Linked DNA regions of Mus musculus: region 2 is linked to region 1. A link is a contact called in public Micro-C data. All regions are on one chromosome and are shown on one strand. The core of a region is the stretch at or near the end of the contact, and the rest is flanking DNA. Distances in the headings are between cores, read along the strand shown.

Region 1 (4,423 bases), core at 134-2,633:
TCTGCCCCTGGAGCACAGAAGTGAAAGACAGAATGGAGGAAAGCCCAGCTGGGGAACTCGCCGCTCTCAACTGCTCCTTTTCTGACCCTCCCCAATAACTGAAGACAGGATAATTTTAAACACAGAAAACGCTTCCTAATTACTTAACTCTACTAGACAGAACCATAGACAATGTAGCAATATGAATAATGTAGGAGAGGTTTTTATTTTTGATGACTGATAGGCAAATGTTCACAAATCTAAATTACTAAAAAGAATTAAGCTAATGACATACTACAAAGTAATAATCACCAATTGTCTATTGTACTGAAGGTGACAGGAAAATAATTCACTACTCTGCACACAGTCACCTAATGTCTCTTGGAGCTCACTGAATTCATCTTTTTTTTTTTTAATTAGCATCCTTTCTTCCTCTATTGGGGAGTTATCTCTTTTATCATGGCTTTAAAGGGGTCAGTTTTGAACATGAATGTAACACAGCTCCTGTGAGGTAGGAACTGGCTGCTGAGTCACCTGGCCACCAGAGCACCTTGAAAACGAACTTACAGGTTTGAAAAATTCCTGCCCCAGGTTTTACACAAGATAGTCTGTAATTCGAGATTCCCCCAATGACTGCACAAACACATTTAGTACATTCAGAAACATACCACTGAGAGATACTACTGAGAAGGCCACCACTCAGGGAGTAAGAAATAAATGTTACTTAAATTTGTATTTAAAATCACTATAACCAATAATACGATATCCCACAGAATTGTTGGAGCTAAGTTTATACAACTGGAACAATACTTCTATTCTTAACATATTCTACTTAAACCATCCTAGCTTGAAGCCTAAACCAGAAACGATTACAGCAATCTCACATATTTATAAGATAATTTCACGGATTGGCTTGTTTTTGAAAAAATAATGGGGTAGCGTGATAACTGTATGAGAATCCAGGCACATAGGTTTTTCCTTATACACGTGATAGCCAAGAGAATGGAATGTGTGCGTCAAGCCTGACACTCTCATGAGTATTCTGTCCATAAACAACAGCTTACATTGTTTGGAGAACAAGAAGATTTTTTTTGAAACACGGGGCTAGGCATAAGAACATTGTAAGTCAAAATAAAAAATCCATCCTGAGTTGTCAAAAAGCCCAGAGTCTGATACACGCCGATGGCAACATTTACAGCCCATGCATGAGTAAATAGACTCGCCAATTCACATCCACAGGCACGCACCGATACCCCAGACCAACGTGGGCACAGGCGGCCCTTTATGTCTACCCGGACTTGGCTTTTGCAGCTGCCCGTTTTCTCAGTGTTGTCTCCGGGGCAGTTTCCTGTTGCCATAGCTGATGGCCTGCCCACGCCTGCCTGGGCCTTTCAAGTGTCAACACTCCCAGGCCTGCTGCAGTGGTCAAATGCTTGTTAATGAGATATAGCAGCTGGGTAGGGGTGAACCGCTGAGAGGGATAAAGGAAGACCGCTGGTGCAGGAAGCGATGCCTTTTGAATCTTTTCAGCAGGGTGAAAGCTTTCAAATCAAAGCGGGTATGTTGTATTCATTAATAAACCCGAGTTCCCATGCAGTCACATTAAAGCCAGCAGTTTAACTTTGAGCCAGACAGGTGAATTTCCCCCTCGATTTTACCCCGAAAGACAATAAAGACGAAAACAAGGCTTTAGCGTGGGACAAAGGCGCACTTCCTCATCTGCGGGGCTGACCAGACTGCTGAACCAAACAAGGGGCTACTTGCTTTCTTTTTCAATTTATCCCTTTGTCCGTGTATTTGTGTGCGCGCGCGTGCACGCCCGTGTGCATGTTGCAAAGCTCATAGCAACCACTCTTGGTTCTCGGGTTCAGCATTTTGCACACACACACACACACACACACACACACACACACACACACACACACCTTTTAAAACCTATCAAAAACAGAATTAACAACTTAACAACTACTTGTGAGGGAAAAAACTACACGGGCATGAATATGGGGTCATATGGCTACTGGCTCAGATGAAACCTAGCTGTGCATCCCCACCCATCTACCCCCACCTCAACCTATTACTGGGACAGTTTCTCCAGGAAGCTGTGGGAGGTGACAGCATCATGAGACAGTGCTAACAGCTGGGAGAAGTCAGGAGAAGAAGAAAGAAAGAAAGAGAGAGAGAGAGAGAGAGAGAGAGAGAGAGAGAGAGAGAGAGAAAGAAAGAAAGAAAGAAAGAAAGAAAGAAAGAAAGAAAGAAAGAAAGAAAGAAAGAAAGAAAGAAAGAAAGAAAGAAGAGACATCTACAGCTTAACTGACAGGGTTACCTTTAAATTCCTTTGCTAGGAAATTGGGCCCAGAGGCAGTTTTACTAGGTTAATAAACAGTATCAGAGATGAATTATCTATTTTTGGGATTGGCTGGAAAATCCAGTATCAATGATGTGATTTTAGAAGCAGGGATGTGTATATTAGACCAAACACATACATTATTTCTCTGTTACCATTTTTCTTCACAATCTTATTGATAAACTAATTGGTAAGGCTTATCTAATACTGTAAATAAAAGATCATACCTATATATTATCCTAATTATCCCAATTTGCAACTGCAAGCAATTAAGAAATTAAGAGAAGAGGCATTCTTTAAAGCTCTCCAGTTTTTAAATTTTCATAAATTATTTTAAGTGTTGATTCTTAAGAGGTCTTCCTAATCTAATATAGGAAGAAAGTGGAAATGCCATTTATTGGGTACTATAATGTATCAGACATCAAACTAGATTCTTTAACACGAATACATACCCATATATAAATTTATATAAATATAAAATATACATAAACACATGCGTATGTAGATAGATAGATAGATAGATAGATAGATAGATAGATAGATAGATAGATGTATATATCTATAACAGGCTCTCAAGGAGAGGGAGATGGCTCAGTGGGTAATGAATGTGCTTGCCTCTCAAACAAGAGAATCTGAGTTTAGGACCCATGTAAAAGAAGCTGAGTGTAGTGATACATGCTTGCAATCCAAGCTGTAGGGAGGCACAGCTCACTGGTCAGCTAGTTTGGCCTACACAGTGAAGGCACAGGACACTGAGAGAACTTTTCTCAAGGGGAAAAAAAATGAAAGGCATTTGAGTGGCACCCAAGGATATCTACTTATCTCTACCAGTGCAAGCACGCATGCATGCACGCACGTACCAGCAGACAGACATACCTGAATCCCTTAACACACACACACAAGCACATAGACATGAAAACCACACAGACCTGCACCAGCATTCATAATGCTGTGACGTCTTTACTGATCAAGACCCTCCGTTGTGGAGAGCTCACATCAACTCCCCAAGGCTGTAAATGACAATCAAATTTCACAAGCACATTTGCCTTCTTCTGTTTTATGTTTTGCCTTTTGGTTCTCTGGCTGGACTGTTTTTGGCTATCACCCCTACCTACTGGTAAGGTCGGACAAAGAGAAGGAACCCCTTCACCATGTCCGAATTCGGTGTTGTCCACAAGTGTATCTGTGAGGGTAGTAGGTTGAGTGCATATTTGGGGGAGGGTAGTGCACGATTAAATAAATCATCAGAAAAATCTAAAAAAAAAAAAAAAAAAAAAAAGGAGCTGCCTGGTTTCCATGAAGCCTTCATTTCTTTTAAATTTAACAAAGATGTTTCTGTGAGGTATGTTTGTTTACATTCCGGAATTTAAGCAGTTCCCTGGGGTTAAGTACCTTTAAAGCTCCCAGGATGAGATTAGGACAAGGAATCCGAAGGGGAAGAGGCTAGTCTGGGAAAGTCCTTGATGAGAATCTGCAGCTTCTCCCTGCTCTTCATTCGGACCCAGCTTCTCTTCATAGCCACACTGGCGTCTATGTGCCTGCCTTAGGAACACGCACCCAGATACTTTCATACGGGTCTCCACCAGTTCTTTCCTCCTGCTCAGGGTCGGCCTGTATTCCACTGCCTTTGAATTTACTGGAGTCTAGTTGTTCCCTAGGAGAGCAAAACCCCAAGCATGCACAACCATCGAAGTACCTGTGTAAAACAAGAACCCTTGCTCCCTAAAGCGCACGTGCACGGAACGCAAGCTTGGCATTTGGGTCACTCCTGTTTCGTTCTTCCCTTTCTGCCACCCTCATATTGTCTCCTCTTTATGCCATGTTTTCTCGTTTATTGACTTTTTTTTTCATAAAAAAATATTTCAAGTGACAAGTAAGTAGCCCCTTCTCAAATACAACCTGCAACAACATGCCTGGATTACATTAGAGAATGCCTGAGGGTATCCCTAAAACCAGTGTGTGAACAGTCGACCTGACAGCAGCTAGGACCCCGGTGAGAGAGCTCCAGTTACCTAACTCCCCCAAGCTAATCAATGTAATCCCCATGACAGCACATTGTCAGACTCCAGGAACCTGCAGCCACCCTGGCAGGAGGGGGTG
Region 2 (4,399 bases), core at 1,465-3,964, 530 kb before region 1:
TGAACAACTTATATTGAAGGCAGCTGGCAGAATACGCTTGTAAGTTCCTCTGAACCTTCGTGGTGAAAATTATAAATTCCAAATGAATGAGGAATTCCAAAATTACTACTTTTGTTGACCTGGTGTGAAATAAATTATCCAAATCAGAGCCCCTGCGTATACCACACTGTAGGACAAACCGGCTGTGGCACCAGATAGACCTAAAAACTGGCAAGGCTGAGTGAGCTCAGACCCTGGGAATCTGAGAGCTGAAACCGGCATGAATAGAGCCTGATCCCTACCTGTCCTGCTCTGGAACACTATGACCAAAGCACCCCACTGAGAGGTCCACAGGCTGTCAGTCACATTAAGTAGCACCTAGAGTCCTTTCCCATGCAAATAGAGCATCATTAACATCTCAAACTCAGCCAATAGGAAGCACCTACCCCCTAAATCCCACCCCACCCCACCCCTCAATGTTTATATAGTCCATGTCTGCATAGCATAAACCACGCAAATTATTTGACAGGAGGATCATCCGAGAGTGGCAGTCTTTACTGAGCTTTAATACTTGGGGAAGAGCTCTCCTGAAGCATTCATCGCTGGATCTTCCGCCCACCTGGCTGGCCAGGCTCCTGCTGTTGCTGCCTCCATTGCCTCTGCAGATGCCGGTACCTGACAAGAGACCGGAACTCCAGAGGCATGCCACCATGGCCATTAAGCCATCCAGATCAAAACCCCATGGAAGCTGGACGTGGTGGCTCACGTCTTTAATCCCAGCACTCGGGAGGCAGAAGTAGGTGGATTTCTGAGTTCGAGGCCAGCCTGGGCTACAAAGTGAGTTCCAGGTCAGCCAGGGCTACACAGAGAAACCCTGTCTCAAAAAAAAAAAAAAAAAAAAAAACCATGGAATCTATTTTTCCCAGACTCCACGCTTTGCCTTCCTCGGTCAGGTTTTGTGTAGAGGTTTTGGGCACCCCAGAAGGCAGAGGGCAAAGGGCAGACACACATAGGAGAGAAGCAACAGGGAGTGGTTGAGTGTTTAATTCAAGAAAGTAACTCCATAGTTAACTACATTTAAACACAGAAGCCTTTGCTAGGAAAAGGAGGTTTGTTGTAGTGAGAAGTTTCACTTGTTTATTTTAACTTAGACAAAACTGGGTAGTTGACTCTAAAATGTGTCTGAAACCATGGATCTATTTATGCCTATCTTCCCTTCCCCGGGGCTGTAAATCGTCTTCCCAATGGCATCTCTCTTAGAGCAGCTCCACAGACCTGGACAATTCTCTAAAGCGAAGTCCACTTCTACCTCCATTCTGTCTGGGAGAAAGCAAATCTTCATCAAATCAATGCAGACATGGTAGTCCTGAACCTTCCAGGTAGACTCTACCATCAGTAGTCATTTGGGATGGATCACGATGCTCCCTTCTGGAACTCTCTTTCCTTCCTTACTACAGTGATTTGCGCTCTCTCTCTCTCTCATTCGTTCCCTCTCTCCAGAAAAAAATAACATAGTAGGGACTGAGAGATGTGTGAATGGTTAAGAACACTTGTTCTTATTGAAGAGGACACAGATTCTATCCCTAGGACCCACACAGTGATTCACAACCATCTGTAAGTGCAGCTCCGGGGTCCAATGCCCTCTTCTGACCTCTGTGTTCACCAAAAATGCAAGTGGTGCACGAACACACATGCAAGCAAAACACTCATATATACAACAAAAACACTCATATATACAGTAACCCTAATCTCTGGCTCTACCATGGAGTATAGTTGGTTTTAGTTGAGAGAAAAGAATATGGTATGATCTTCATGGGGTAAAGTTCAGCCTTTACCTCCAGAATTAGGAAGCAAACAAACTGAAGTTTCTAATTTCGTACATTAGAATTTTGTACATTAGTTAATGTAATTTTAAAGGTGGCTCTGTCTTTAAGAGAAGAAAGAGAGGGAGGGAAGGGGAGGGGAGGGGAGGGGAGGGGAGGGAAGGGAAGGGAAGGGAAGGGAAGGGAAGGGAAGGGAAGGGAAGGGAAGGGAAGGGAAGGGAAGGGAAGGGAAGGGAAGGGAAGGGAAGGGAAGGGAGCAAAGAGAGTCTGCAGATGTAGCTGAGCCAGTCTAGCTCTTCCCTAGAATGTACAAAGCACTGAGTTCTAGCCACCACATAAAATAGGTTGATTCACACCTATAGTCTCAGCACTTGGGAGATAGAGGCAGGAAGACCAGAAAGTCACTCTTGGCTACATGGTGGGACTGAGACTAGCCTGAGCTGCATGAAACTTTGTCTCAATCAATCAACCAATAAACAATCAATCAATTAATAAATGGGATGAAGAAGAAAATAGATAACTTTTAGGACAATCAAGACATTACATCAAAATTCATCATCCTACTAAATTCCATGGGAAGTGACATTTGTCACTGTGAGAAAAACAGATGGTGAAAGAAGAAACCTTGAGAACTAAAACTGAGAATGAAATGCCAGTGACATTGTGTGTCCCTCTAATGCCCTCCTATATGCAGTTGTAGCCTCCAAAGCAACTCATTTCTTTCTTATACACATACTTCCTAGCCAAAAGTCATTCCATAGTGCTTTTAAAGTAAGATGTGTGTGGAGTTGGGGCGGGGGTGTTCTTATGAGGATGAGTGTGTGCTTGTGAGTGGGGTGAGAATGGGAACAGTGGGGGTCATTCAAACTATGAGACAGGCAACACTGACCCAGGACACTTTGCCAGCAGTGGTGATTCATCTTCCGCTCAGGCACAAGGACGCCAAGACCTCTGTGTTTTGCTCTCCGTTCACATTTGTGCTCTTTAAACCAGTGAGTCACACATTGGAAATATGTATGAAGTAAGCAAGAATATGTCACCGAGTTATTTCTGGTGGTTCAATACACACATCCAAGGACATCACGTGTCTGAAAGGCAAATTTTTAAATGTGAGGGGTTTATACATAGCAGACACAGTTGTTTTCTTTCTGTAAAGGAAAAAAAAATCTGATGTAAGAAGAAATGGATCCTGGTAAAACGATTAAGTTTAGGGGAAAGGGATAAAATATTTCTTCCTGCTCTCAATTGGACAGTTTTCTTCAGAGGAAATTACATACATTCTTGGTCACTGGAATTAGCATAGAACTATTCTTGCTGAACTTTAGTGTTAAGAAACAAATGGTATTCAGTCTCTTGTTCAGCTAGCCCAGCTTTGTGGCAAATATGAGCTTTGTACCTAGATGCAAACAAAATCCTTCCTTTTTAAAATTGTATTATTGTTTGGAGGCAGGGTCTTGCTGTGCAGCACAGGCTGGCCTTGAGTTCATGGTTATCCTTCTGTCTCAGCCTCCCCGGAGCTGGAATTAAAAAGTGTGAGCCACCACACTCTGAAAACTCTTCATGCCTTCTTAACACCACCCTAGTGACCTAAGAAATTAGAGAATGCAATAGTTGTGGGGAAACTATTTCCTTGAGAAAGTTTAAACCCATAACAAGCCAAATAATTCTTAGTCTGATAATTACCATGAGAAGACTGGTCACTCACAATCACTTAATTGTCTGTCCAGCTTTCACCAGTTGGACATTTGTGTGTAAGTGTCTTGTACACTAAAGAAGTGGCAGGGCACACAGTTAACCCCATCCACACTGACTGACTGAAGCATGACAGCATGTAGCAAACGGTAAATAATATCTATTACAACGCAGGGCATGGAGTTCATCAGAGGCAGAGTCATTCTTGTCTGAGGTGACAGGGAAGATTTGAAGTTCAGATGATACCAAGAAGTGGCAGGACAAGAAGGCAGTGGCAAAAATCATTCGAGCGAAGGGACCATGGTTGCAAGGAGTAGGGCTGGAAGGAGAACAGGGTTTCTGGGAAGCTGGCCAAGAAGCACAATTGGAGCACTGAGAATGAGAGAAAAGCATAGCAGATGTGGATCTGTAGAGAAGCCATCCTGGATAATATGGGTCTTCTCCAATTATTATTAAATTAAAATATTATTTAATCACTGTGAGCCAGAGCAAGGCGTAATCGGATAGATGTTTTTAACAAAAACTCTTATGGTGTTGTGTAACAGTTTCTTTCCAGATTTAAACGGTCCACCCTGCAGGAAGCTCCTTAAGCAGGAAGGTTAAACAACTCAGAAGAGCTTCAGGAAGTTCCTGAAACTGACCAGAATCACTAGGCCCCTCCCTGCCAGAGTCGTAAAAACCGAGTCCTTCTCAGATGCAAGGAAGCAAACGCCAAGGAAGGAGAGAAAGCAAGCGATCTGACCCAGACGGGGTCTAGATTAGCTGAGGCACCTGGAAAGACCACCCTTCAGTCTGTTTAGCTACCAGCAGACTGTACAGCTTTGTCCAGGTTCTCAGCTTTGTGAGATGGGTTTTTCTGGGATGAGGTTTGGTAAATCAGTTGCCTTTGAGGCACTTCTCCTCCT

Evidence for each region. A called contact is a pair of places that touch in the nucleus more often than the background predicts.
Region 2: a Micro-C map of muscle stem cells shows a contact between it and region 1, with 4 times the contacts expected there. The contact joins two enhancer-like sites. A contact is called at or near these places in 1 of 39 promoter capture datasets (hippocampal neurons) and 1 of 484 Hi-C or Micro-C datasets (muscle stem cells).

Annotation. Positions count from the first base shown.
Region 1 is chr14:105,480,466-105,484,888 of GRCm38.p6, reverse strand. No RefSeq gene overlaps it. Among named protein-coding and RNA genes, the nearest start is that of 4930449E01Rik, 16 kb to the left of the region's middle. RefSeq lists an enhancer at 1-2,716. Within about 2 kb of position 1,383, at least 184 of the 459 cell types and tissues checked have an H3K27ac peak or open chromatin away from gene starts, as enhancers often do. A contact at or near this core is called in muscle stem cells, where this site is marked.
Region 2 is chr14:106,010,581-106,014,979 of GRCm38.p6, reverse strand. No RefSeq gene overlaps it. Among named protein-coding and RNA genes, the nearest start is that of Trim52, 93 kb to the left of the region's middle. Within about 2 kb of position 2,714, at least 73 of the 459 cell types and tissues checked have an H3K27ac peak or open chromatin away from gene starts, as enhancers often do. A contact at or near this core is called in muscle stem cells, where this site is marked.